Regions from separate parts of the Mus musculus genome. Here regions 1 and 3 are each linked to region 2. The links are chromatin contacts, called in public HiChIP or PLAC-seq maps. All regions are on one chromosome and are shown on one strand. The core of a region is the stretch at or near the end of the contact, and the rest is flanking DNA. Distances in the headings are between cores, read along the strand shown.

Region 1 (4,701 bases), core at 183-2,682, 580 kb after region 2:
GGACTATCTACGTAGACCAGGTTGGGCTTAAACTCAAAGCTCTGTCTGCTTCTGCCCTCCCAATTCCTGGCTCTCTCCGTGTTCCTAGTGTCGCTAGTCAATCCATTAGAGCCTCCCGTGCGGTACTCTCGCTAGGTCTTTTTCTTACGGACACTGACACAGTTTCTTTTTTTTTTTTTTAACACTATAGACAAAACAAATTCCAGAAATGTTTATTTGACCCTTAGATTTAGAATAAAATTTTGGACACAGAATTGCTGGTTCCTAGGGAGGGAACAACTTCAAGTCTCAGTACATTTTCTCCTACCCAGTCAGCACATGCAAGGAGAAGCACATGAGAGCGGTTCTTGGTTTCCTCCTTGCCATCTCTGCCTTGCTGGCATTTCCTCTTTTGGTTTGTCACCTTTGCTATTATTTTAATAGAATTGATGAGAAGGACTGGAGAGTGCATTACTGGTTTTGTCAACTCAGTTTTAGAAGGTAGACCCAATATTGTCACATAGTATGCATTCTAAAATAAAATACGCTGGTGAACATGCTGAAGGCTTACCTGCCTTTGCCTTTGCATCTGATGTTTAGATTTAGTGTCATCTTTCTGGAAAAGACCCAGTTGGATTAAAGGCATCTTGAACTGAACGAATGGCGGGGAAGATTTTTGATTCATGTTAATTATTTCACTCTTGGCAAGGGCTGACTTGACACACATGATTTGTCACACAGAGGAATGAGAAAGAAGACAGGAAGTAAGATGCTTTTCTTTTGGAGAAAAAGCTAGAAGAATAAAAGATTTTGGTGTTTGAATAGCAGCTGGTTGAACGTAAACAACTATAGAGTTAAAAAAAATTTCCTTACTCTTCTAAAAAAAAATACTGGTATCTCATGTTTTCTTTTTTTATGGCTATATTATGCAAGGAAAGTGGTACTTAAAAAGCCATAATCTATTGCTACAGGCATTCGTTTCCTTTTACAGCTCAGGTGCAAATGCAAGTGTGCTCTGAAAGACACGTTACACGCTTTAATGTTTCTTCTAATAAACAGGGTAGAGTCATGGACCACGTGACTGTTGACTTCTAGAAAATTTCATCTAGAAACTGGAGCGAAGATAGAGATTTAAAACCACAGCGGGAACTTAAAACCCAGCGAGCACAGTCCATTATTAAAGGAGATATTTTCCCACACAAGAATAAACTCACTAAATGGTCCCCTCCTTTCAGTTAGGTATTTAAGGGAACGGTTTAAGTGCTCGAAAAAAAATATTTTGTGGTATCAGAAAGCATTGGAGTGTTTTAGGTGAGAAATTTAATAGCCGCCTTTTTAAAGACACTTGGGGAATTTTCTGCAATTGGGTTAGGACCTACAGGCGCATGTCATGTGGTTAGGCGGGCTTTGCCAGCCTGGAGCACTGGCCTGGAAACCTCAGGATTTGGTTTCTCCACCCTCCTCCCTTCTCCTGTGTTTATGCATGTGGGAGAAGGCCTGTTGAGTGTGGCTGATCTCTCCCAGCTGTGGCCTCTCCATTCATCCTAATTTCTTTCTCCATAGCTCATTTGGACCCAAGCAGTGGTGAAATTGCTGACTGGAGAGTGTGTCCTGCCACAAAAGCCGTAGGCAAGATGTGGCCACAACCAGAAGAGCATGCAGGGTGGAAAACACCATCTGGACTGTGCAGTTTACACAGCACAAACTCTCCTTTTTTTCATGTAGGAAAAAAAAAAATCAGCCATGCAGCTTTTGTTGCTCTCTTCTGTGGCCAGAATCCTCTCACATTGCCATCTTCTGTTGGTGAAAGAAAATGTCCAAAGGGACTCAAGACTTTGTATTCTTTTTAAGTTTTACCTTTTGTTTTGTTTTGTATCTCTGTGGTTGGTTTTGGCTTGTATCTCTGTGGTCTTTTCTCCAGCTCAGAGCACAGAAAGCAAGTTTCAACTGTACATCTGTCATTGGTCACCTGGAAAGGGCTTGCTGTATGCTTTGGAGATCCTTTTGCTAGTTTTTGATAGGCAAGGTGCATTCATCCTCTGATAGATAAAGCCAACATCTCCCGCAACCCAGTGAGCTGGAAGGTCTACAGAATTGATGTATGCACGCAATATTTGGCTGTAGAAGGAATTATTATTATTATTATTATTAATCACATTTAGTCTTCTGTAGAAGAATAGAAACTTAAAAAAGACTAACTGATTAACATTGTCTTTTATTCTACAATGGAGATTCAGAATTTGGATGGCAGATTTTAAAGCTTTTTATTATATTTTAATTATTTATTGTGAGTGTGTGCACTCATGCACAAGGTGGAGGTCAGAGGACAACTTGTGGTTGTAGTTTCTTTCCTTCTATGGATGGTAGATTTTTGACAGTATTTTATAATGAACAAGAGATCTATTTGCTTTCATTTTAATCAACAGTAAAGATCTCTTCTCTGGCTAGGAGGAGTAAGAATGGTTTTCTTAGTGACTTGCATTAATTACAAATGTTACTTGCTATTACTGAGGAACAGCAGAGAACTATTATAAAGACATAACTGAACAGAGTCAGAGATCCAGTTGTGTGACCAAAGAGCTGCTATCTAGCTCTCCTGACACAGCATCCTCATCTGAAATAGTAAGATGGAGATCCACCCCATCTCTGTAAACCCAGCAAACCTCTCCCCAACATTCCGAATGCATTCTGGGATGGAAAGAAAAAAAAAAAAAGGCTGGTACTGACTGTTTCCTAAGCCCCAGCCCATGAAAACGGAGCCAAATGCCACACACTTTACTCACTGTAGTCACTGAAGGGCATGTAGGACTGCTGGGTCCCTTTTGTATGTGATGAAATTGAAACTTGGAACGGTTAAGGGAAGCCCTGAAGCCACAGCTTTTAAAAGGCAGGACTTAAAGGACAGGGGTTTCTCTAACGTTGAAACCGTTGTCAGAGCTGTTGAATGTTTATTCTGATTATTTCCCCATACACTCTCAGTCATTCCATCTTTAATGGTGTCAGGTAGCTCTGCTTAGGGTTGAATCTGAAATGGGCCCTGCCCCAGGCTGGTGATTTGAATTCGCGTATGTTGTCCTTTCCACTTTAGTACCTTGCTTTCTTCTTCCAGGTTAGCTATGGTGTAAACAGCATCCAGGACATGCTTCCATGGCTGCATTCAGAGCCGCCCTGTCCTGTCATTCTGAACCTCACGATGGACTGTGCTCTCAGAAACTGTGAGCCCAAATAAAAATGTCCTCGATTTAAGCTGATTCTGTCAGACATTTTGTTACAGCAAATCAAAAGAGAATAATACTCTACTACTCTTGCCATTATGCAGGGAAGTCAATGGAAACGAAGAAAGTTGAGGAAAACTACAAGGATAACAAGAGAGGTAGAGAAATAGAATTAAAAGTCACTCCTGTACTAGTCTAGCACTACTATGAAGCCCCTCCTTCTGTGCCACACTCAGCCTCACTGGAAAATTAGATAGCCTTTATGTTTAATATTTTGGGTTGACTTAACATTGGCATGATTAAATTCATTAGGTAACATTATGCAAAATGATACTTATTTTCATGTTCCTGGACATGGCTCATTCAAGAAAGGCAAGGCAAGAGGACAAGTTTAGGTGAGTTCTAAACCTCAATGCAAAATCCTTGGAGATCATCAACAAGCAGGGCATGGCTGTTCCTAGGGATTGGTGTAGCCAAGAGCAGATTCATGCTGTTGGCTTTCAGGAAGCAGCCCTTTACAAGGGAGATAATTTATGAGTTAAGGAGTCTCTTTGGAAACAATAAATAGATGCTGTTTCAAAACTTGGATGATCTCACAGAACATCCAATATCCCCCCTCCCTTTCTGTTTCTCTTTTTCCATTTTCCCATTTTGTCTTCCTTCCTCCTCTCCATTCTTCACTTCCTTTATGTATTCAATATCACAGTTGTTCGAATGAAAGCAATGCTGAGTATAGAAGCATATTGGAATCTTATCAAATAAAAGCTCTCTGAGACTTTGAAGGTGTGAACACTAATCAATTAGTATCCACCCAAACAGAGTCCATTTGCCAACAAGTGGCACAGTTAACAGTCTGAAAATCTGGTAGATTATAACCACATGGAGAACATTGTATTGCTTTAGATTCTTCCACTTTTCCAGGGAGGCATCTGAGAGTTGTTGGAAGGTGGAGCCAAGGCACTGCATCTTCTTGAATCTTGTAGATCGTTCTGGAATGTGGTCAGGTTTGGAGATCCACTGGGGTTGGCTAGAAGCTTCTCTCTTTGTTGACTAGTGAAGGCAGGTGGACTCAGGGTCTACCCAGGTTTCTCCTGGGTCTAGGAGGACTTTGCTGTGTTACAGAGGTTTATCCCCCTTTACAGAGGAAAGTCACCTCAAAATTCACTTAGACATCCCTTTCTATCACCGAGGCTCCAGAAAGTCTTCCATATTTGCTTGTGATTCTTTTGGAGTCCTAATTTTTTCACCTTTTGTTTCCTGCCCCTCTTTTTTCCACTGGAGAAATACAGTTAGGTTGGTTTTTTGTTTTGTTTTATTTTGTTTTTTTCATTTTCTAGAGCAGAGTGGAAATAAGACCTTCTTTTTTTCTTTCTTTTAAAAAAGAAAGACTTTGGATCAAAATACACTATGAGGGAAATTAAAACTTAAGTTTTCGTGAATTTCCTTAAGATATTTTAGAAATGTTGTACCATATATCAGAATTCTTTATGTCCTTTTAAGCTGCACC
Region 2 (4,596 bases), core at 895-3,394:
CGGGTGACCAAAGCTCCGCCCCCAGCTCTCGTCTCTCGGTGATTGACGCGCAGCCGCGGGGAAACAGCAGAGCAGAGGTAAAGCCAGCTGGAACTCCGGCCAGGGATTGGGCGGGACCCCGGCCAGAACTAGTTTCTACCAAAACCTAGTCGGGTATTTACCTTTTTAACCCTACTCGCTTCCTTTTCCTTTTGGGAAAACTTTAGGAGCCAGTCCCATGGTCCCCATCCAGCGAAATCCTCCCGGTGTAATTAACTCAGCCTTTAGCCCTCTTTACAACCGCTGCGCCCAGGGCAACCACAACAAAGCTGGGCAGCCAGAGCCAGCCACTCCTCGCAAGCATCTTCTGTCTCACATGCTTTTTAATCTTTCTCCTCCGGTGCTTCCTAGATCCAAGATTCACTTTAGAGGCGCACAGCGGTCACGCGCACGCACGCACGCGCGCGTACACACACACACACACACACACACACACACACTTGTCTACATCGGTAAACAACAAACACCAAACAACTCCCTCTCCTCTAACTCCTACCCCACTAACTCCCGCCCTACTAACTCTCATCCTGCTTTCTCCCTCCAGATTGAGCCCAGGACCCCTAGACTCTCAATGGTGGTCTACACTGTCTGCAGCGCACCGAGGGACTATGCTCCGAGTTCAGCTGCTCATATCTTGTACTAGACAAAAATGAATATTGACAAAAAGGGCTCTGCATCTGCACGAGAAAGAAAGTACCACTTAACAACAACAACAACAACAACAACAACAAAAATCCTAGCCTGGCGGTGGTGCAGTTGGCGGAGCTTGCTGCTCTAGGTTGTAGTGGCAGAGTTCGGGACCTAGTAATCCGCCGGCAGAGGAAGGGGGCCGCGGAATTAAAACGAACAAAAGCTAGAGCGCCATGCCAAACATCCCCAACGCGACCCAGTTAGGCAGGAGCCAAGAGGAGTGGTGGGGAAATAAACGAGAAGTAAGTTGAAAATAAAAAGATCTGAGTCTGTACCGTACTTTCCCTGTGGCTTTCTGCAGTTTTCCTGTCTGCGCTCTCCCTGTCCTCTTCCACCTCTCTTCCTTCCCCCTCCAATCACGCGTGTTCTCTCTCTCTCTCTCTCTCTCTCTCTCTCTCTCTCTCTCTCTCTCTCTCTCTCTCTCTCCCTCTCTCTCCCTCTCCTGTCGCTCTCCCTCCTTCCCTCCCTTCCCCCTTTCCCCCTCCCTCATCCCCCCTCCCTCCCCTCTTCCTCTCCCTCCCGCGTCGTCCCCCTGGAGAAGCAGGCTTGCTGATTTGCTCCGGTCCTCTCCGCTCCAGCCTCCCCTTCCCCAGCCCCCCCCCCCCCCCCCGGGGCCGTCCGACCGCACTCGCTGCATATCAGAGGCTCCGCGCTGCGCGCTCCTCCTCGCTCCAGCTCCCCACTCTCGGGATGTGTCTCCGCCGTAGGACGGGCTATGGCCACCACGACTTCCGGGTTCCGTCATTTCGTTCTCCCGCCGCCGACCCGCGCCGCCAAACTGAGGCTCTACTATAAGCCCGGCTGCAGCCAACCTGCCAACACCTACTGACACTCACTCATCTCCCAGAGAGAGAAAGAGAGCGCGAGAGAGCGAGCGCGAGTGAGAGCGAGCGAGAAAGAGAGAGAGGGAAAGACAAAATACCTACCAGAGAGGGGGGGAGGAAGTCCAATTTTTGCAAACTATTCATTTTTTTCTTGGTTTTCTCCTTGCTTTCTTTGAACAATACTTTAAAAAGAGAGGATCATATTAGAGCTATTTTGGGGGCAAAGCTAAAAGAGGGGGGAGGGGGGAGGAAGAATTCAAGAAGCAGAAACCCCTCGCGGAGTTTTACTGGAAGAAAAAAAAAACGGGTCTGAAAGATTGCTCCTCTTCATCATCATCAACCATCATTCATTCACTACCTTGACATTCCGGGCTTTGATTGACAGCTGGAGTGGCAAAAAGCCATGAAACTCGACAGTTCGGTTACATGTGGGCTGCTGACTGGCCGCTCGTAACCTTCAGTTCGGGGGCTTGACAATTTTTTTTCTTTTTCTTTTCTTTCTTTTCTTTTTTTTTTTCAACTAAGAGGAAAAGAAGAGAAAGAGGAGTAAAGGAGGACCGAAGAGGAGGAGGAGGGGAGGGGGAGGAGGGGGAGGAGGAGGAAGATCAGGAGGAGGAGGAAGAAGAGGAAAAAAGAGAAAAAGAAGAAATATCACTGAAAAAAATTCTTCGTTTTCTTGACTGGGCTTTCCCCACCCCCCAAAAAATAACATTGGAAAATTGGGAGAAGTCTCCTTGGTTTGGAAAAAAAGGACTCTTCAACCTAGCTCACTTTCTTATCCGGACTGGGATATTAAATATACGACACATCCAGGAGTTTATTGGAGCGCAGACTGATGGCGCAAAGGGTAGGTTTAAATCTCCAACACTTACCTAGATATAAATCCTCTCCTACAGGGCCCTGCCCCATGCCTTCTCTCCCTTTGAGCTGGCTGCTGCTGGTTGCTTGATGATGATGGCGGCCAGTATTTTAAAAAATAGTAACAAAATTATTCACCGGCTTCTTTCCCCCCTGTGCCTCTGCGTGTGTGAGAGTGTGTGTGCGTGCGTGTGTGCGTGTCTGGCCGCGCGTGTCCCAGCGCTGAGCGAGCGGGCGGGCGGCGAGAGCGTGTGAGTGGTGTGTGTGTGTGTGTGTGTGTGTGTGTGTGTGTGTGTGTGTGTGTGTGTGTGTGTGTACTTGTGTGCAATTGTTACACGCTTTCGCCTCGCTCCAGCTTTTACCCCGGCAGCGTGATTCCCCGGGTTCTCTGCGGGCGGCGAGAGCGTGTGAGTGGTGTGTGTGTGTGTGTGTGTGTGTGTGTGTGTGTGTGTGTGTACTTGTGTGCAATTGTTACACGCTTTCGCCTCGCTCCAGCTTTTACCCCGGCAGCGTGATTCCCCGGGTTCTCCTGCCGCCGCCGCTGCGCCTCTTTCGCCGCTACTCGCGCGGCTCCGGGCGGGCGCGGGCTGCGTAGGAGCCGCCGGCGTGGGGCCGCGCTGCCTAGACTAGCCCCGGCTGCTTGTTTTGTCTCTGAAATTGACAAGGACGCAGGGAATCCGCTGCTAAATAATGTTTCTGGTAACTTTCACGTTATTCCTCCCCACCCTCAGCTCCTAGCCCCCGGGGAGGCACCGACCCTAGTCTTCCCTTGTCCTTGCCGTTCTCGGCCTGATTATTAGCGTTTTTCTTCTCTTTATTTTGTTTCATTTCGCCCTTTGATTTATTGGATCTCCTGGAGGAGGCGAAGGGGGGTAAGGGGTGGGATCCGGGGCTTCCTTCTCTTGCTAACTCCACTTCTCCCTGGGTTGGCTCGCTGGGGTTCTGCAGCCTCCAGCGGGAGCGGGGCCTCCCTGTGCCCCCCCACCCCCCACCCGGCGTCCCCGGCCTCTCCGCCTGATCTGCCTTCCCTGAATGCTGCTCTCGGCTCAGACTTTAATTTTAAAATTTACGACATCCTCTCCCAACTTTCAAATCTGTTTTTTCTCCTGGTTTGGTTTGTAGTGTGTTTAACTTGTGTCCGGTACTTTTCTTTTTTTCTGACTTTGTTTTTATTCTCTCTCTCTCTCTCTCTCTCTCTCTCTCTCTCTCTCTCTCTCTCATCCGTCTTTACACCCCCTATCTCTATTCCATCCCCACTCCTCTGTACCCTCTTTTCTTTGCTCCGGGTTCCTTTGCTTTCCTGCCTCTGCCCCCCTGGGTTCTCTCTTACTCTGTGCCACCGCCCCCTCCTCTTGCCCGGGCTCTGACAGTACGATGAGCTGCCCCATTACGGCGGGATGGACGGAGTAGGGGTTCCCGCTTCCATGTACGGAGACCCTCACGCGCCGCGGCCGATCCCCCCGGTTCACCACCTAAACCACGGGCCGCCGCTCCACGCCACGCAGCACTACGGCGCGCACGCCCCGCACCCCAATGTCATGCCAGCCAGCATGGGATCTGCTGTCAACGACGCCTTGAAAAGAGACAAGGACGCAATCTATGGGTAAACCGACCCCCGGACCCAGCTTACTGTGTGTGAGTGTGTGTGAGTGCGTGTGCTTGTCTCTGGTGGTGATGGTGGTGGTGGAGGTGGTGGTGATTGTGGTGGTGTTAGGGTGGACCAGGGAGGCTAAGTGGGGACTTAATTCTGCATGAGGAGACAGACTGCTTGCAGTAGAGAAAGACAAGGGAGAGAGCCTGATCTTGAGTCAAAGACCAGAAAAATAGAACCTTCTCTGCTCCCTTGGTTCGGCCTCTCCAGACCCCACGGTCCAATGTAAGAACTGAGTCTTTAAATCTTGCCGGCCGGGCCTTCTCCCCAAGGACACGAATCCTGGCCAAAAGGCACAGGGCTGGTTGTCTCGGGCTGCCTAACACAGGCCTTGATTAAGAGGAAAGTTTTCTGCAGCCGAGAAAAAACTTCCAGTTGCCCTTTCTTTCTTCTTTTCTCTCACTCTTTCTTCTTTCCTTTCTTTCTTTCTTTCTTTCTTTTTCTCCCTCCCCTCCCCTTTCTGCTTCCTACTGAGGGCCTGGGAGTCACTAAACGCAGCTTGAGCTGGAATCAGGGCAGCTTCTGTCGGCCAGG
Region 3 (4,353 bases), core at 309-2,808, 530 kb after region 2:
TTAGATGTGGATGCATCCACCTGATTTTCCACACCAAATGTTAACAGTAGGTTTTCAGGCCCAGCCCAGCCTTACTGGGTACAAGTTGTCCACGTGCTCCGTGCCAAGAGCATGGAGGTAAAGATACACAGCATGACTAGTTAAGCTGACATTTGTCCTTGGATCGTGTCCTTGGATGGCTACTCAGAGCTCCATTTGAAACTGGACAGCTTTGCTGAATTTATAATCCTATGTTTCTGTTTTTGTTTCTGTCATAGCTACCGACAATGATATCTTATGTATTTTTCTCCCTCAATTATTTCCCAAACGCATCATACAATAAATATACATGAAAATGGTTAGTCCAATCATGCATTGAAAAGGAAGTGTGAGTGCTAGAAAGCCGGTTCAGCTGGCAAAGGCCTCACCCTGTAAGCATGAGGCTATCAGAGCCTACCCATGGAAAAATTAAACAAAACAAACACAAAGAGATGTGGTAGCATATGCTTATAACTCTGCGACAGGCAGGTCCCCAGAGCTGCTGGCCAGCTAGTCTAACCAACTGATGGTCAGCAAGAGACTTGGCCTCAAACGAAACAAAGCAACAACAATAAAAAATAAATAAAAGGTGGAGAGCTAGAAGACCCATGACCTCACCCTCTAACCTTCACATACATGCACACTTTTGTTTACATGGAACCCACACACATGTGGGCAAAACATGCACACATACATATAATGTACACACATACGCACAGAGGTCATTTCAAAAACCCTTATAGGAAAAACAATTTAGTGTGACTTAAATTGTGACTTTCATACACTAGATTACACACTTTTCCCACAGTGTTAGAGGAGAATTAGCCAACGGTCCCAACTGAGTTTTGGGGTTGAATGTGATAGAAGTGTTCTCTAGGAGCCAGCTTGAGTAAAGCACACTTCTGTCTTGCTGGTCAGTGGCCTGTTGAGTGTGGCCATGGGAAAAGCCAGAGTTGGGTATCCAGGCCCTGCAGGTGGGAACAATTAAGATTCAAAGGCGATTTTGAAATGGATTTGTTTTTCTCTATTCTGCACATAAAATAAAAGGAGTAGTGCTAGGCTCCTAAAACCTGTCAGCCACTCATTAAATAATTGCATTCATAGAGCAGTCGAAGCTTTATTGCTTAGGATTTAAAATCTTCTTTCTATACTGCACGGAGTATGTATGTATGTAGATCTATAAATACACATATAGAGCCCAAACCGTGTTTCCCATCAAACATCTACTGTATGTTTCACTAGGGAGACAAGACCCATGTGTTTTGCAGAAGCTTTTAAAGCTGTTTCATTTATTTTATTAGCCTTTAATGAATGTAATTAGAACCCAAGTAATTAAATGCAATTGTGCTCAGTATGTTCCTGTTGTAAATTGCCCTAAACAATGTGCATCGTGTGAACAAATTTGTGGGATTAATCGAGGATAGATAATGTTTTTGGATAGTATTTCACACTAAACGGCCGCAGAGAGAAACAAAGAAGCTGGCGCAGTGTCATTAATCTTAGTCAACTGACAGCTCTGGTGTAATTTGCATGACTGAGGTAGTGACACAGGATGAGGCTTGCTTGGGATGGGTGTTGGAGCACTGGGATGTGTATGTATTTATTCCCCTTTAGTCTCCTGATTTATAAGCAGAAAGAAGTTTGCATGTGGAAACAGATCGAAACAACAGTGTCCCTGGGAGCAGTTGCTGATTACTGAGTTATTACTAGCCATGGACACGTTCCTTTGTTTTCACATTGGGTATTTCTGTTTTATGTATGTCAAAAGGCATCTATGAGTTCTTATCAAGACGTGTGTGTGTGTGTGGGGGGGAAACAAATTTATAATGACTGGTAGTAGGATACTAGTGGAAGAAGTGTGGCTGACTTCCCCCACCCTTTCATATCTCATACTCCTATCCCGTTTGCAAGAGGCACTTTGGGTCGCGTTGGAGAAGCCCTTCAAACTCCACTTATGAAAATATCATTTGTAAGAAAGCCTTTGGGAGCATGGAGAACACCGTGCTTTCCTTCTTCCTCCAAGTTACCGAACAATGACATAAGACATTCTAAGACAGGCACACAAATTGAGCTTCAAATGTCATAAGAGATGACAAACAAAAGGTAAGTGAATTTGGGAGTTTTGAGCTGGAATGACCATGCCCTCCTGACCTGACAGACATGCTAATCTCAGCCTGTGCAAGTGCAGCTGACATTTATGGGCAGTTGGCCTAAGCCATCCTGTTCTTTCTTCTCCGAATGAATTGGCATTGTTTTAGAATCGCCTAGGAAGCAGCTAAATCATTTTTGAGGACAGCAAATAAAGCTATTTTATCTTTGCAAATGTAGTGGTTAAACATTAAGCCATGTTTAAATATCTGTGTACAAAGAGGTGCATCGGCTATGAGGTAGGAAGAGAATATTCACGTATCAAAGAACTGTTTCATAGCACATTTGTAGATAACAATCTTTTCTTCTACATTGGCCTGTATTTTTGACATTCATTTTTTTAAATTTTCTTTAAAAAATACATACAGCTTAGCCATTCAAAATTCAATCAAATGCATATATTTTGGTGAGTTTTACTTACAGTGAAAGATGGACTCACCTTGCTGATGATTTATTTGTGAATAAAATTTGTTGTCCTACAAACATAATTTCTCTCTCCCCTCCCTTTCTTTCAGAGCATATGAGCATCATGATATGTATATGTATGCAGAAAGACATCTCATTGTGTGTTATTTCAAGAACATTTAACACACCAAAATAATTAACAATTCACGAGCGTAACTGGGCCTTATTAACATGCCATTGACCTTCTCACTTGTGTCCATCATGCAGAGATCTAGGACAAAAGTACATATTATGAGGTCAGCTGTGTTAACATAGTGTGGCAATGAGTCACCCTTAACATGGTGCTCAGAAATGATTGTGTTAATGTAAAAATTATTGTGGCAGTGCAGCTTAAGTTAAAATGATACTCTGTGAAGTTTAAACATTCAGGCCTACCTTGAAATGAGAACAGCCTAACACTGAAGACATACTTCTGATTCCAGGCTGGATAAACAACAGGATGAGGAGACATTTTCCTATCAGTTAAATCTTTGCTTCTATCAGTATTATGGTCACTTTATTGTAGTGTTGTTGAACATAAGAGATCAAAAGACAGACTTTCCACTTCTAGCTGAAGTATGACTTTTAAAGGATATAAACAGGTAGAGTGGGTGTTGGGTGTTGGAAATGATCCCATGATTTAATTGGCTCATTTCCTGAAGGATCACTAACATTCCTATGTGATCTCTTGTCTAAATCAAAAAGACACGTTTGACAGACAAATTTATCCACAGGAGTCAGAAGGAAGAATTTCTTTTTTTTTATTATTTTAATTAGGTATTTTTTTCATTTACATTTCCAATGCTACCCCAAAAGTCCCCCATACGCTCGCCCCCACTACCCTACCCCCCCCCACACACACACACACTCCTACTTCTTGGCCCTGACGTTCCCCTGTACTGAGGCATATAAAGTTTGCAAGACTGATGGGCCTCTCTTTCCAATTATGGCCGACTAGGCCATCTTCTGATACATATACAGCTAGAGACACGAGCTCTGGGGGGGGGGGGGTACTGGTTATTTCATATTGTTGTTCCACCTATAGGGTTGCAGACCCCTTTAGCTCCTTGGATACTTTCTCTAGCTCCTCTATTGGGGGCCCTGTGATCCATCCAATAGCTGACTGTGAGCATCCACTTCTGTGTTTGCTAGGCCCCGGCATAGCCTCACAAGAGACAGCTATATCTGGGTCCTTTCAGCAAAATCTTGCTGGTGTATGCAATGGTGTCAGCGTTTGGAAGCTGATTATGGGATGGATCCCTGTATATGGCAGTCTCTAGATGGTCCATCCTTTCGTCTCAGCTCCAAACTTTGTCTCTATAACTCCTTCCATGGGTGTTTTGTTCCCAATTCTACATAGGGGCAAAGTGTCCACACTTTGGTCTTCGTTTTTCTTGAGTTTCATGTGTTTTGCAAATTGTATCTTGTATCTTGGGTATTCTAAGTTTCTGGGCTAATATGCTCTTATCAGTGAGTACATATTGTGTGAGTTCTTTTGTGATTGGGTTACCTCACTCAGGATGATGCCCTCCGGGTCCATCCATTTGCCTAGGAATTTCATAAATTCATTCTTTTTAATAGCTGTGTAGTACTCCATTGTGTAAATGTACCACATTTTCTGTACCCATTCCTCTGTTGAGGGGCATCTGGGTTCTTTCCAGCTTCTGGCTATTGCAAATAAGGCTTCTATGAACATAGTGGAAGCATGTGTCCAAATTACCGGTTGGAACATCTTCTGGATAT

The links. HiChIP or PLAC-seq counts read pairs in DNA pulled down with a chosen protein or histone mark.
Region 1: an H3K4me3 HiChIP or PLAC-seq map of craniofacial prominence shows a contact between it and region 2, with 5 times the contacts expected there. The contact joins the enhancer-like site here to the promoter of Meis2 in region 2. A contact is called at or near these places in 1 of 39 promoter capture datasets (embryonic stem cells), 2 of 484 Hi-C or Micro-C datasets (both in uterus), 13 of 115 datasets of contacts at active chromatin or transcription factors (the NIH/3T3 cell line, bone marrow-derived macrophages, craniofacial prominence and 8 more) and 2 of 9 other capture datasets (adipose tissue and macrophages).
Region 3: an H3K4me3 HiChIP or PLAC-seq map of neural tube shows a contact between it and region 2, with 5 times the contacts expected there. The contact joins the enhancer-like site here to the promoter of Meis2 in region 2. A contact is called at or near these places in 3 of 39 promoter capture datasets (embryonic stem cells and second pharyngeal arch cranial neural crest), 12 of 484 Hi-C or Micro-C datasets (the AML12 cell line, the C2C12 cell line, cranial neural crest and 6 more), 19 of 115 datasets of contacts at active chromatin or transcription factors (SST interneurons, craniofacial prominence, embryonic basal ganglia and 13 more) and 4 of 9 other capture datasets (embryonic stem cells, embryonic tail, liver and 1 more).

The regions. Positions count from the first base shown.
Region 1 is chr2:115,480,427-115,485,127 of GRCm38.p6, reverse strand. No RefSeq gene overlaps it. Among named protein-coding and RNA genes, the nearest start is that of 3110099E03Rik, 29 kb to the left of the region's middle. Within about 2 kb of position 1,432, at least 30 of the 459 cell types and tissues checked have an H3K27ac peak or open chromatin away from gene starts, as enhancers often do. A contact at or near this core is called in craniofacial prominence, neural tube and uterus, where this site is marked.
Region 2 is chr2:116,062,606-116,067,201 of GRCm38.p6, reverse strand. Meis2 (Meis homeobox 2) reads left to right here and starts at 2,144. Exons shown (of 12, transcript NM_001159568.1): 1 at 2,144-2,400; 2 at 3,782-4,014. The coding sequence starts at 2,389.
Region 3 is chr2:115,535,711-115,540,063 of GRCm38.p6, reverse strand. No RefSeq gene overlaps it. Among named protein-coding and RNA genes, the nearest start is that of Gm39911, 13 kb to the left of the region's middle. Within about 2 kb of position 1,558, at least 21 of the 459 cell types and tissues checked have an H3K27ac peak or open chromatin away from gene starts, as enhancers often do. A contact at or near this core is called in embryonic basal ganglia, neural progenitor cells, neural tube and 1 more, where this site is marked.